Linked DNA regions of Rattus norvegicus: all the other regions are linked to region 2. Evidence: chromatin contacts called from public Hi-C data. All regions are on one chromosome and are shown on one strand. Each heading gives the region's core, a stretch centred on a gene start, on an enhancer-like site or on the middle of the called end of the contact. The rest is flanking DNA. Distances are from core to core; before and after follow the strand shown. Region 1 has its middle 67 kb from the start of Tnfaip3. Region 2 holds the start of Tnfaip3 (TNF alpha induced protein 3). Region 3 has its middle 70 kb from the start of Tnfaip3. Region 4 has its middle 120 kb from the start of Tnfaip3.

Region 1 (3,271 bases), core at 168-2,667, 68 kb before region 2:
TTCCAAAATTCTCAGTTGCATTCAATAGGTTTAAACTGGAGTAAAGAGAGCAGGTTGGGAAGATGACTTCTGAGAAAGATGACCCCACCACCACACACACACCTTCTTCCCTCTGTCTCACTGCTCCACAGTTTATTTAAAAAGAAAACAGTGACAGAAAGTCTTGAGCTGTTGATCCCTGCTGGTGACATTATTGCTTGAAAAACCCATGTTGGCACGTTCCAGCATCACTGCCTAGGGCTATGTGCAAGCACATAAGACATCCTGTGATCACCCACCATTGGTAACATTAACTTGTGTCCAGTGGTTAGACAGGCACAAGGGTGTGTGCCTATAGCCCCAGATACCCAGAAATCTAAGTCAGAGAGATCACTTGAACCTAATACTTTAAATCTAGTTTGGGTAACACAGACCCCATGTTTCCGAAAAAGGGGATGTTAATAGGGGATATATAAACATTTTAAATATTTTATAAATTTATTATTTAAAAACTTGTAAATAAAAACATTCTACTTTATTATAATAACTTTAGATTAAAATTAAAAGTAGCCTCCTCCAGCAAGTGGCAGGCCACTGATTACGTTCCCACAATTAAATTTAAAATCCAATTTGGAACTAAAAATATGTTCCCTGTATTAGTTTGTTGTATGTAAACTGGGATTTAGCATCTTGTTGACTTTGCCAGGACAAGACTGTTAGCTCCGTGTAGGAATAGAGTGCCGGCAGACAGTCCGTGGGTGTTTCCTGATGTCTGCTGAAGCCTCTGTGTTCCTAAGCCGGATGACATATGGGCTTTGCTTCACATATCCGCACTATTCATGGAACTTACTGGCAGTGGATCATCCGGTGGAAATGACAACAGGGTCACCAGCCCCGAACATGGGCTGGTCTGCCCGATTCAAATCTCCTTGAATAGTTCCTATCAGTTTAAACCTTCCAGAAAACCAACAGGATAAAAACTAAAATCGAAGGGGTAAAAAAACAAAATAATAAGAATTCTGTAAGTTCCCAGACAGTATGCTTTTCTGAATTTCGTTGGTGACACACACCGTCCTCTGATTTGCGGTAAGTCAGTTTGTCCTGAACCATGGGTCCATCTGTTCCAGCAGCCTCAGTACCTGCTCTTACACACAGTGTTGCGTCTGCCCTTCCAGATCCCTGCGCCTCTAAGGTCCAGGTGAAATGCACTTTCCTGGCTTCACCTTTCTTCTGCTCTATCCGCTCCAGGATCTCTTACTATCTGGGGAAGCTACAGCTTACCTTTATCCCAGTCCTGTTTTTGATACCTGATGGCTTACCGGAAGTGTGTTTAGCAGCATTGGAGAACATGCAATCGCATACAAGTTTGGTAATACTTCTCCCCATGTTCAGAGTGAGAGAGCTGCTGAATGCATGTTTTTTGAATGACTCAGAAGAAGACTACTGGAGCCCTCCCAGACAGGGAATTGATGTTAACATCACCCATTCCATAGTAATGTCACAACCACCAGAATACTTTAAACATTTGTAACAGGAATCAAGCTTTTGAGACTTTTAGATGATGTCATTCTGTGCCTGTGGCTTCCTTTCTCCTTCCTATAAGTTGGTCTCACTTAGCTAGTGGGCAGAACATAAAGAATGAGAGCCATTACTTTGCATAAGGATTAGAGCCAGACAGCACTCTTAAAATGTGTCAGGGACGGCAACACATAGCTGCATTCCCAGAACTAGGGAGGCTGAGGCAGGAGGATCATTGTCAAGAAGCATGAAGCCACTATGGGATACACAGTGAGGTAAAGGTTACCCTGTACTGTACAAAAAGATCCTGAAAGGTCAGGAAAATAGCAAACACATTATTCTATTTGAAAATATTCATCTTCACAGAAGAAAAAGAGATATGTGTGCTAGGCTGAACTAGTAGTTAGAGGGCTGCTGGAGGGCAGTTGGTAACACTAGAGGACTCCTTTTACCTGCCTCAGGAGAAAAGAGTCGGGGCCAGACCTCAAAGTATCTGTCAGTCGGAGCAGTTTGGGAGGAATAGCCTAAAACCAGTGGAGGCCAGGAAACTTAGCAGCCTGTGGCAGACTTTCTGCTATCTTGAGAATCTGAGTTTGTCCACTAAATAAAGCAGGCTGGATGTGGGAGGGTGAGAGCCAGGGAGGAGGAGGTAAAACCAAGATGCTATCATTCTGGATGAAGCCTAGGGATGGACATATAGAACCCCTGATATCAGCAAGGGACTATGCTTCCATAAGCAATCTACGTGGAGATGAGCAGTCCCAGAGCCTGTGGAGAGACTCCTCAGAGAGGTGAAGATCTTCTGAAGGCAACATGGGGGTCTAGGGCCGATCCTCCCACCTGATACAAAGTTCTCGAACATAGTACCAGGAGAGGAAGAGGAACTCTTTAAAGGCGAGAAACTAAGCTGGAGTAATAATTTAGGCCTCTAATCTTAGAACATACTAAGTCAGGGGGACCTTCGTCCATTCATGGCCAATCTAGGCAATAAAGTAAGACCCTGTCTAAGAAAAAGAAAGAAAGAAGAAAGAAAGGAATAAAAGAAAAGAACAAAAGAAAATCAGAGTTAGCGAGAAGAGGGGAGGAAAGGGAGAAACTGCCTAGGGAAAGGGCTAGCACTTCAAGTAAGCTGAATATTTATCCCAAGGAGCATTGCTGCCTAGGGGGAAACATGGAATTTTTCAAGGGAAAATCCAAACGGGAGCTCTGGGCCAGACAGCTCAGAATGGAAAATAAAGATACCCATCCTTCCTCTTTATTCCTGCCCATCTGATTCACAACGTGCACGTTTCGGCCTCACTACAAATCAATCAATTATTTCTCTATCAGTAAGTTAAGGGGGTGAGGGTGGGGGTGCTTGCCACTCTCCAGATTAGAAGCAACGGCTGCCACGCGGCATTCTAAATCTAGAAGCCCCCACCCCTCTTTTCAGTACACACTGGTTCTTATTATGTTCCGTGAAGCAGAGTGCTCAAGGGCTTTTAAGTCTGGGTTAGAATGCAGTGCTCACTTAGAACATTGGAAGCTCCCTCTCCTCTCCTCACTGTGAGGAAAACACAAAGAGCCTCAAGAAAGTCCGTATCTGCATTCACCACATTTAGAAACCATTCTCTAGTAAGGTCGCAGGCTGGATTATACGCATGCCTATTAGTCACAAGAATTTTATGATTTGATATCTGTAGTTAGCGTCCCACCTCCAACTCTCCTTCCTAATCTACCAATGGCTGCAAACGAACACCTCGGTTCTTGTAGTCAAACTGCATTTGGTTATGCA
Region 2 (3,281 bases), core at 722-3,221:
GGCAGGCATCGATGAGTTGCACCATTCAGCTGTGGGAAACGGAGAAACCTACCACCTACCGCTCACCTTCTTCATCTGCCCAATCTCAAATCTTGGCAGGCAAGATGGCGCAGTAGTTCTGTGGGGATAGTGAGAATGACAGGTTTGGGCTTGGCCTTCCAGGTTTGCTATTCTTCTTTACTGAATCCCCAGTTCAGCAACCCTAGAAGCCAAACAGGAAGCAGGATGGGCACATGGAGGCTGCTGGATTTGCTGAGGAACCGTCTGAGATGACAGAGAGCCGATTGGTTCTGTCTGCAGAAGCCGGCCTAGAAGAGCGGTCTGAGGATTAACACCCTCTGCCAGGTGGTGTGCTTTTCTAGTCTGCATCTTTTATCACCTCTGTGTGCCCTGGTGGTTTCCTGAGGGTGGAGCCTGCATCTATTGTGGCTAGGCTACTGTGTTTGTCAAAGAGATTCCTAGGCTTGAGATAGTCACGTGGTTAACCCTCTCTGGTGGGCTTTGGAACAAGACAGACACAGTTCTAAAAACTGTGTAGACTGTGGGCGCATGTGGCTTAAGTTTTCTAAATTTCACATAAAAGTTTATGTGAACCTGTAACAAATACTTCAGGAATGTCGTCTTAAATTACTACCATTGTTTGAGTGTCCGAAGCTGAAAACATCTGTAAGAAGACAAATATTACCAGATTTGAAATAGAAACGGTGTAGGGAGGGATGTGTGTGTGTGTCGGGGGGAGGTGGAGGGATATGTGGAGGGGGTGGGGGGAGTTAGCGGATAGACCAATCTTGGAGTAGTGGCCAGTACTCTTGCTTCAAGCCCCCCTTTACAAATAATAATTTAAAAAATGCCATTGTGCTCTGTCACCTAGCCCAGTCACTCCTGGGGACAGGAACACATGTTTCTAGTTCAAACGTGCAGTATACTTCCTGGCAACTTGGCAACTTGACGAACATACCTAAAGTCACAGTGGCACGGACTATCTGCCTGGTTTGCGTTACTGTTTTCTAGGATTTCGGCCAAGGGGACACTAGAGGAAAAACTCCAAGAAGGTAAAAGCATTTTAGCATCTCTCTCTCTCTCTCTCTCTCTCTCTCTCTCTCTCTCTCTCTCTCTCTCTCTCTCTCTGCAGAGCTCAAGCCCCTGTGTCCGAAGCTTTCTCCCTTCTAGAGAAAGGCAAGCTGTAGTCGGGGATCAGGACAATATGGAAGGTTCTCCACCAGTGGCTTCTTGGGGTGAACTAATTCTCAGGCAAACCAAACAACACCTAAGAAAACAACTGTAGAGGATGGGGGGAGACAGTAATAAACTTGAAGCACTTTCTAAACCTTAATGCTCCTTGGAGCACGGAAATAAAGGAGAAACGGAGCAAATGGAGGGTTGTAGGGGTGATGGAGGTGAATTTAATTTTCTCTGAATTTGACCTTGCCCCTGTAACTCAAAAACTGCAGGATCATGGTGTCTCATCTCACTCTGCATTGCATCCAGCCTGAAGCTGACACAGGGTCTGGAGAACCCTGTGGCCTTTTCTCTCAATCCCCTCAGGACCCTGAGAACGGTTCTTTCTTAAGTCCATCACGTGCACAGCCCAGACTTCAAAGCCGGCTTCATGCCTGAGGTCCTGTGTGTCTGGGTGGTTTTTAGGGTTTTCTTTCTAATTTCCCTTCCTTTTCACAGCTGATTTTCTTCAGAAAAGAGGCTATAAAAAAGAACCTATTGCATTTCCAGTTCCCATCACCACTATTTCCACATGGATGTGACGTGGAAGGCAGCTTCCGAAATGCCCAGGTGACTCACGCGGGGACACCCCGGGGCGGGACCTAGGAGTTTCTCCGGGCGGGGCGGGGACGGCCTCGAGCGCCCTCTGCTGGCCGGCCGCTCGCCATGCGGGAGTCACGTGACTGGAAAGTCCCTCGGAAATCCCCCTGTGGCGAAGCATACAACTGAAAGGCAAAAAAAGGGAACTGCCCAGTCTGCAGCCTTCGGAGCCGGAGGCGGAGCGGTGAGCTAGGCCGCCGAGAGACGTGCACACCCCCAACCAGAGAGCCCGACCGGGCGTCCATGGGGCTCCGCCTCGGCCCGACCCCCACCACGACCCGAACCACGACCCCCGGCTACGGCTCGCGCCAGTGACGGCTGATCGGCCACTTGGGCTCTGCGAGGGCTCCGTGCGGCCCCAGGAGGTGAGCAGTACTCCGGCTGGGGTGCACGGCTAGCAGGATACAGGGGGGGTGGGTGCACGGCCAGAGGGGTGCAGTGCCAGCCAGATTCAGGGTGCACGGCCAGCTCAGTATGGAGCTGTCTTGCTATGGCTTTGCAGGAGTTCTGGGGTGAGGGTATTGTTGGCCAGAGTTGAGGTCCGGGTGCCAAGTGTTTAGGTTGACAGCCCTAAGTTTCTCCAGCCGTCTGGTTAGCTAGCTATTCCTTTCCGATCCTGCAGGGTGACGTGAGCTGCAGCTGGCTGATGAATAGTCACCCTTCGGGTCCCTAGGTCGTGTGGTCGTGGGTGTACCCACTCTTCCAGCCCCCCCTTTGGAAATCAAGTGCAGCATGTTCATAGGCACGTAGACCTTGCAGAGTCGCGCTGGGGTTTCTTCCCATATTGTGCATTACTGGCCCAACAGGGGATGGTTTTCTCAGAGGCCACCAAATCCAACTTGGAGGCTTCAGCCAGCCAACTTTTTAGTGATCAATGTGGGAGGAGGGTTGCGGGGAGGGAGGTGGAGGGGAGGGGCGTGCTTTGAGATTGCCACTAAGGCCCTAGTTGCTCCGGTATAAGAGTATGCATGCAGAAATGATTCTCTGGCCTGCTTGCTGGGGAGTCCACGTTTGGTGGCATGTAAAACTCCCTACTGCAGCCTTGACTCCACACTCAGACTGTGACTTGTCAGTCCGGGTCCTTCGTCCCACATCCTGCCACCTGGCCTCTCAGGAAAGCTGAGGTATTAAGAGCTCTTTCTGGAGCATGCTTTGTTTTTAGTTCTCCTGTTCTCTCATCTTTCTTTGGAAAGCTGGTCTGGTCAAGTGGAGGGGGGGGGGCACCGTTTGGAACTGATTATTGTTCATTAGCCTTCCATACGCTGATGTCCTAGATTATTGAGCAGATTATTATCGGTTGATCAGGGCTCATTCTTGTGGTCTGATATGCTACTTGGATCTTTTGCAGCTCGTTGTATAGATTTTTGGAGGGGTACTTCCCAACAATTGCCCGAGGTATCTGTTTATAAATAATACAGAAGTTTCCACATCGCGGGCAAAAAAAAAAAATCTGTTCAGAGTGG
Region 3 (3,462 bases), core at 379-2,878, 70 kb after region 2:
ACTCCAGCAAGTGGCTGCAATCCCAAGCATGAGCTTTCCTTCCACAGGGAAACGAGTAGCTTGGAGGAGGGCTCCTCCTGATGCCTTTATTTTAGCATTTAACACGTTTACAGAGTATCTCTATAAGGTTCCAACAAAGGTGCTGGGCACTTCAATATACACACTGTGTGAGAACACCCTGCAGCCCATTGTTCATGAGGAAGCGAACTTAGACCTCATTTTTCTTGTGTTCCAACATGGGTTTTATGAATGTCTTAATTGGTCGTTTTAATAACTTGCTTTAAAATTTAATAGGGCCCTTTATATAATCATTAATTATAGCATTGCCATATAGTCATGTGGCTTTGGGATCATGAGAATTGTGCTAAAGGCAGCTTGCTGACCTTTGACCTAATTAAGTTCTGTGCTGGTAGTGAAAGCTTTTCCAGTTTCCTTTTAGTCCTCCATATCTTATACGATGTTCTAAAATATTCGATAACACCTTCTGTATTCATGACTTCTGAATTCTAGTAGTTATACATTATAACATAAAAGTTTTTTCTTTATTTTTATGGCTGTGGCTCTGGCTCTGTTTCTCTCCCTCTCTCCCTTTCTCCCTCTCCCTCTCTCTCCCTCTCCCTCTCTCCCTCCCCCTCTCCCTCTCTTTATTGGACAGAATCTTATTTAACTCTAGGCTGCCCTGGAACTGACCTAGCTATATAGCCAAGGACGACCTTGAACTTCAGGCCTCCTGTCTCTGTTTCACCACATTCAGTTTATGGGATGCTGGGATCAAATTTTGGGATTGGTTGGTGTCAGACAAACATGTCTCACTGAGCTCTACCCTCAGCCCTAGAATACAAAATATTAAAGAGCCTAAGGACTTTTCTTCTACTTCACACACACACACACACACACACACACACACACACACACACACACACACACACACTTATACATGTGCACCCTGTCTGTGTGGTTTGAGGACAACTTGCAGGAGTCGGTTTTCTCTTTCTATCAAGTGGGTTCCAGGGACTGAACTCGGGCTATCAGTTTTAGTGGCGGGCATCTTTACTTGTTTCTCTTGCTCAAGACTCTTTATTTAGGCTCTCCCTACCCCAGAACCTGAAATATACCTGCTTTAAAAGAACACCTTCGGACAGGGCCTGAGAACATAGTTTAAGACCGTCATCTGAAACATTTGGGTCATACCTTTGAACTCAAAAAGTCTTTGGATTTTAGAGGCACCATTCAGTATATATTGCACGCTGTCCTCAAGAGGGTCGGAGGCAGATCCTTTTTCTCCAGCACATTATTATCTGCATAACAAAGGATGTGTGCATTTCTACACAAGGTAATGTAAGTGGAGCACCACACTTCTGATAGTAAATGGGTCAGGTTTTATGCTGTGAGGATATAAACCTATACTTTTCAGTTTTCAGTAGAAAACTTGAGAGTGCAGATAAGTGATGGCTGACTGTCCTTCCTATCTGAGAGAGATTTCTAAGCTTAGTTCGCAAAAGAACCAAACTTGATTGTTTGGCTAGGAACTGGAATTTTGGCAAACAACTCAGACAGCTTTGATGCAGTGGGGGGAACAACTTCAAGGAACAGTGCCCAGGGCCGCAGTATGAAGGCCTGGAAAACAGACAGGAACCTCCACCGGGTTATTTTTAGCATAAGCCTCTTCCAACATGTTCTTTTAAACACCAACTTGAAGGCCAACTTCACAGAGTTCTTCCAAATTTTGATTGGATATGAATGTCCAAAAGGCATAAACATACAAAAAAAAAGAAAAGAAAAAAAAAAAGAAAATCAGAGCAAAATGAAGGAGGAGGAGGGGAGAATTACTACTTTAACTCCATCCCAATTGATGATGCACGTACTTATCTTCATCTGTTGATTGCGTCCTGGGGGTCAGACGCTGAGACCAGGAACTATACAACCACAGATTCTACACCGAGTAACTCTTTTCATTCCTAATTCCTCATTCCTTCTTCACCTCTCACATTTGGTAGAGCCTGTGGGCACAGCCACAGAAGCATCTAGAACCTTTCAAAGCTCTAGCTCCACCTGCTGGAGGATAAGAAAACTCACCAGTGTCCTACCACTCACAGAAGAGCATTAGGCTAATCCCCACGGTTGAGAAGGCTTTGATGCTAATTGGGTTAGCACCGAGAAAAGTGTTCCTAATATAGTTCGTGCTGCTGAAGATGAACTGACCTTTCTTACAGGAGTCTCACCTTGTGCCTGGGCTCCTAAGACAAGCCCAGAGCAGAGCTCTATTTCCGATCCTAGTGATAGGTAGTATGCTGGACAGGATAAATCAGAACAGCCAGAAACTCTTTCCTGGGTCTCCTGGAGTTTGCCTTCTCCGAGTGTCCTGAAGCTGTTTGTCACAACCACTTACTATTTCCTCTGATCTCATTCTTTTCTCTGCACCCTTCAGTGCCCGCTATATTCACCCACTAAGGCTCAGGTTCCAGCCCCTTCTACGTACCTACTTTGTTAGGCTTACTTCTCTGGTGTGTGTGCATATAGAGAAATCTGTTATCTCTGCAAAAGCCGCCATATTGGGGTCTGCTGGGAGGCTCTTGATCTCTCCGTAGGCAGGTGTGCATCTCTGCAGAGGGGAGCAAGAACCAAAGGCAGACAGATCAGTACCCACAAGCAAGAGCATGACATGCTATTTTTAGACGTGCTGGCTTCTACAGAAATGGAGGATTTGAATAAGTAGAGGGGAGGAACAGGGTGAGGAGAGCAGAATGAACATTCGTGGGTCTGGGAATGAGTGTGAACCATGGAGAAGCCATGAAGGCACATGATGAGATGGAATGGGGAACCCCCCTTCCCAGTATCAGCTCCACAAGAGCAGGGGCTTCATCTGAATCCTTTCCCAGGTTATCCTCTGGGCTTGATGACTCGATGGCAAACTCACCTGAATGAGTGTGTGAGAGAGAGAATGGACTGAAGGATGTTGCAGTGGTGATGGTTGCTACAATCTAGCAAACAGCACCTTAAAATGTATCTAGATGTTTGTAAGTTCTAGACTGCTTTAAGAGCATCTGGGATGCCAATAGACCACCCGGGGGAGAATCTATCAGTCTGCCTGAATGTGGAGTGGAGGGGTCACAGTGGTCACAGAGAGGGTTATTTCTGTGTCTGACCCCACAGGAATCCTTCCAACCACTGCATCCAGAATTTGGGTTCAACTCCTTACTAACTAGATGACCTGGAACAAATTTCTCTTCTCACATCCCTTGACACAACCTCTGGGTCTTCTACCAGAATTTGGATTTTTTAGGATTCAGACTTGAAGAAGGCTCTTTTCTCTGAGTATCTTCTCTCCTTCATGCCATAGGTTCTACATTCCTGTGTATGCAAACAGGCCCACATTTTTACCTCCTGTCAGACCCCACATCTGGATGCTTGCATGGTTCAACTCTCCATTTAAGTGCCCCCTTTCTTCGTACATCCCATTTC
Region 4 (3,216 bases), core at 234-2,733, 120 kb before region 2:
AATTAGAAGAGGAGGGAAGAATAGAAGATCGGGAAGCTCACAAGAAACCCTGGATCCTGCCCACCAATTCCCACTTAAACACTCCTTGTGGGGATTAGTCATTGGGTCTCAGCACTTGCGTGTTTTGTTTGCATGGGACTGTGGGCATTCCCTGCAGGAATTTCTTTTTGTGCCATTGAGATTAGCGTGAGACATTTCCAAAACTCGAGCAAAGGATGATGACTAATATAGGACTCCTCAATTGGGAAATTTCATAAGGGTTCCGGCAGAGGCAGAAAATAATGAGTCTAACGGTCTGGGGAATTGATCACAGAAGCATATAAAAATAAACAAATGCAGCAGGAAAATTTGTCTTGGTAGCAATAATGTCAAGTTCCCAAATCTGTGTCAATAAATTCCCAGACTATCCATTTTTACCCAGAAATATTTTCTGAGTATGCTAAAGCATGACCGAAACCCACATGCCTAGCAAAGTAAATTTCAAATTAATATTTTCCATCAAGTTATTGATTGATTGATTATTTACTTCATGTGTACTTTTATACTGTCTGCATATATGCCTTTGAGCCATCTGTGTACTCTAGTGTCCCTGGAGGCCAGAAGAGGGCGTTGGAGCTCCAGAAACTAGCATTATAGACAACCGTGAGCCTCTACTGTGTGGGTGCTGGGAGTCGAAGCTAAGTCCTCAGAAGAAGAGGCAGCGTCCTTAGTAACAAGGACAGCTGTGCAGTCACCGAAAGTAAGATTTAAAGTTCTGAAAACACATGGGTGCATCTGTTCAGAGACCTATGTCAAGGGACAGGAAGCACGTGGCCCTAAGTGCTGGGGCACTTAGATTCCACAACTTCTACTTCTCTCCCTTTGAGTACTTTCTAAGCTTCAACTTCTTATTTTTAAGCCGGGAAACTATTTTTTTCCCTTTACCTAAGCTATTAGGAAATTCAAATGAGAAAACTAATTTGAACAAACTTTATGGATTGTAAACCTTTGTTCCCATATAACTTGTACCTATTAATCATAAGTCTATATTAGTAGTCCAGTCCGTAGTCCTTGATACTCTGGTTAATCCTTGTGAAATACATGCAAATCTTGTTCATATCTGGAGTTAAAAGTAACAGACAGGAATCTAGTGACATAGCTATATATGCCTCCTTATTTTCTTTTCCTTTCATGATGACAGAGGAGGCGGGACTCATAGCAGACTATTCACCTCCCCAACTTACTCCACAAGAGATGTCTTGGGATTAACAATGACTTTAGGGCATAAAATATAGTCCTGTGTAGCTGAGGTCCTTAAGCCTGCAGATGCTGGAGCCAGTCTACCGACCCAGGTTCACACTCTGGGTGGACACTCCTTGGCTGTTCATTCCTAGATCTTTGTGTCCCATTTCCTTGGTGTGAGATAGAGATGGTGGCTGCTTACACAGAGCCTGCTCCCTGCATGTCCCTAACCAGTTAAAAGAGCCTCAATCTGATAAGGTCTTTGTCCCTCCTCTTCATCTCCCGAGTGAGACATTATCTTTCTTTCCTAATCCCTGGTTCTTTTTCTATTTTTCATTATTTTCTACCTTTTATCAGTTTTCAGTATCCCTTCTCAGGGCCAGGCTGCGATATCCTGGCATATTCTCTCTCTCCTCTTTCCCACAGGTTCTTATAAAGAAACTGTTGCTTCTATGTCCAACTCCTTGAACCCCAACAAGCTTGGTTGCTTTTGCATTTGAACTACTGGAGTGACTGCTAGGTTAGCCCCACTGTGCACGTCTGGGAATGACTTCAGCAAGAAAAGGAACCAAGATGGTTCCTTTCTCACGGAGTTGGTAATTTGATCTCCTTCTCAGAACTAAGAGATAAAGGGATGTGGTTTTTGCTTACTGGCCTTAAGGTACATTATACATCCATTTTCACAGATGCAGAAAAAGTAGAAGCCACAGGCAGACAAGACAACTTTGTAAGGAGAGTCTCCCAGCATGTCTTAAACCCCAGACAAACAAGCTACCAAGGTGTGAAGCCTTCCAGGAACCCCCTGAGACATATCAAAGAGGTCTATAATCATAAATCAGCCAGGAGATCAAGTGTGAATGAAGACACGTTGAACACTTCAGTTCACAACAGTGCATTCATGTTGCAATCTCTTTCGAGCTGCAGAGACCTATGAGAGAGTCCGGCCACATATTACAATTCTTCCTGACAAAAATGAATGCTGAGAGAAGCTAAGTGACTTTAAAATCACACGGCTAGTGTGTGGGTGAAAGTGGTGAACAGGATAAACTTTCTTGTTTTCGTTTTCTATGAAGCTGCCCACAGCTCGCTCTGGTGAGCTGCTTCTGCAGGCTTCCTGGGAACCGGGAGTACCTACCAGCAGCCTCTGACTGCATAGGAACATTAGCCTTAGTTTCCTGTGCTGTGGCTTGCAGAATAATCTCCATGGCTGTTCTCTGAAGTCGGAGAGAATGCAATTTTGCCCTGAAGTCTCACCTCAGCCTTTCTCTCATACCTTTATTTCCACCTCTTCGTAGTTATGTGGAAGGGGAATGCAAGGCCCCTTTGGAAACCACTATGTGGTTCTGCGCATGCTCTGTGCCAAGTGCTGTTCCTTGCCTGGAACGAGAGGGTTGCTAAGGTATGAGCTAAATGGAAAAGTGGAAACTCTGTGGCAAACAGCATGTTTGCGAGCAATTTCTAAAGCAGAAGGTGAGGAGAAGGCAAACAGGTCCAATGGCCTGGCTGGCATTGCTGCATTTTAACCTGTTGCTCTGCAGTGCACCCCGTAGTAAGGCTCTGAACATTCGCCCTCCAGGTCCACATTTCCTGAAGTGTAAACGTGGGGTTTCATAGTTCCTGTAGCAACTCTCTTGGCAACAAGGAAGATAGTCTAAAGAGCGGCCGGAGCCCCGCCCTTTGCCTCTGAGACCAGGGAAACAATGGACCCCAGGAAACTGGAATTTCCCCAGGAATCTCATGCTAGGAAAGGAAAAGGCTGGAGGCCCTCAGAGGGGGAGCTTGTCTCCTGGAAAATAACTTCATACAGTTCTGACAACTTGTCAGAAATTGTGCAGTAAAGAGCGAAGCTTAAGCAGGAATGATGGGCAGAACCCTGCCCCGATGGGGAGCTTCTCATTATCTATCTATCTATCTATCTATCTATCTATCTATCTATCTATCTATCTATCTATCTATCTATCTATCTACCTACCTACCTACCTACCTACCTACCTA

The links. A called contact is a pair of places that touch in the nucleus more often than the background predicts.
Region 1: a contact with region 2 is called in a Hi-C map of the Rat2 cell line, with 2.7 times the contacts expected there. The contact joins the enhancer-like site here to the promoter of Tnfaip3 in region 2. A contact is called at or near these places in 7 of 12 Hi-C or Micro-C datasets (the Rat2 cell line, frontal cortex, hepatocytes and 3 more).
Region 3: a Hi-C map of the A7r5 cell line shows a contact between it and region 2, with 6 times the contacts expected there. The contact joins the enhancer-like site here to the promoter of Tnfaip3 in region 2. A contact is called at or near these places in 10 of 12 Hi-C or Micro-C datasets (the A7r5 cell line, the Rat2 cell line, Schwann cells and 6 more).
Region 4: a Hi-C map of psoas muscle shows a contact between it and region 2, with 1.8 times the contacts expected there. The contact joins the enhancer-like site here to the promoter of Tnfaip3 in region 2. A contact is called at or near these places in 3 of 12 Hi-C or Micro-C datasets (Schwann cells, mammary epithelial cells and psoas muscle).

The regions. Positions count from the first base shown.
Region 1 is chr1:15,609,642-15,612,912 of GRCr8, reverse strand. No RefSeq gene overlaps it. Among named protein-coding and RNA genes, the nearest start is that of Tnfaip3, 67 kb to the right of the region's middle. Within about 2 kb of position 1,417, at least 15 of the 93 cell types and tissues checked have an H3K27ac peak or open chromatin away from gene starts, as enhancers often do.
Region 2 is chr1:15,542,669-15,545,949 of GRCr8, reverse strand. Tnfaip3 (TNF alpha induced protein 3) reads left to right here and starts at 1,971. Exons shown (of 9, transcript NM_001427106.1): 1 at 1,971-2,183.
Region 3 is chr1:15,472,032-15,475,493 of GRCr8, reverse strand. No RefSeq gene overlaps it. Among named protein-coding and RNA genes, the nearest start is that of Tnfaip3, 70 kb to the left of the region's middle. Within about 2 kb of position 1,628, at least 5 of the 93 cell types and tissues checked have an H3K27ac peak or open chromatin away from gene starts, as enhancers often do. A contact at or near this core is called in the A7r5 cell line, where this site is marked.
Region 4 is chr1:15,658,393-15,661,608 of GRCr8, reverse strand. No RefSeq gene overlaps it. Among named protein-coding and RNA genes, the nearest start is that of Tnfaip3, 120 kb to the right of the region's middle. Within about 2 kb of position 1,483, at least 19 of the 93 cell types and tissues checked have an H3K27ac peak or open chromatin away from gene starts, as enhancers often do.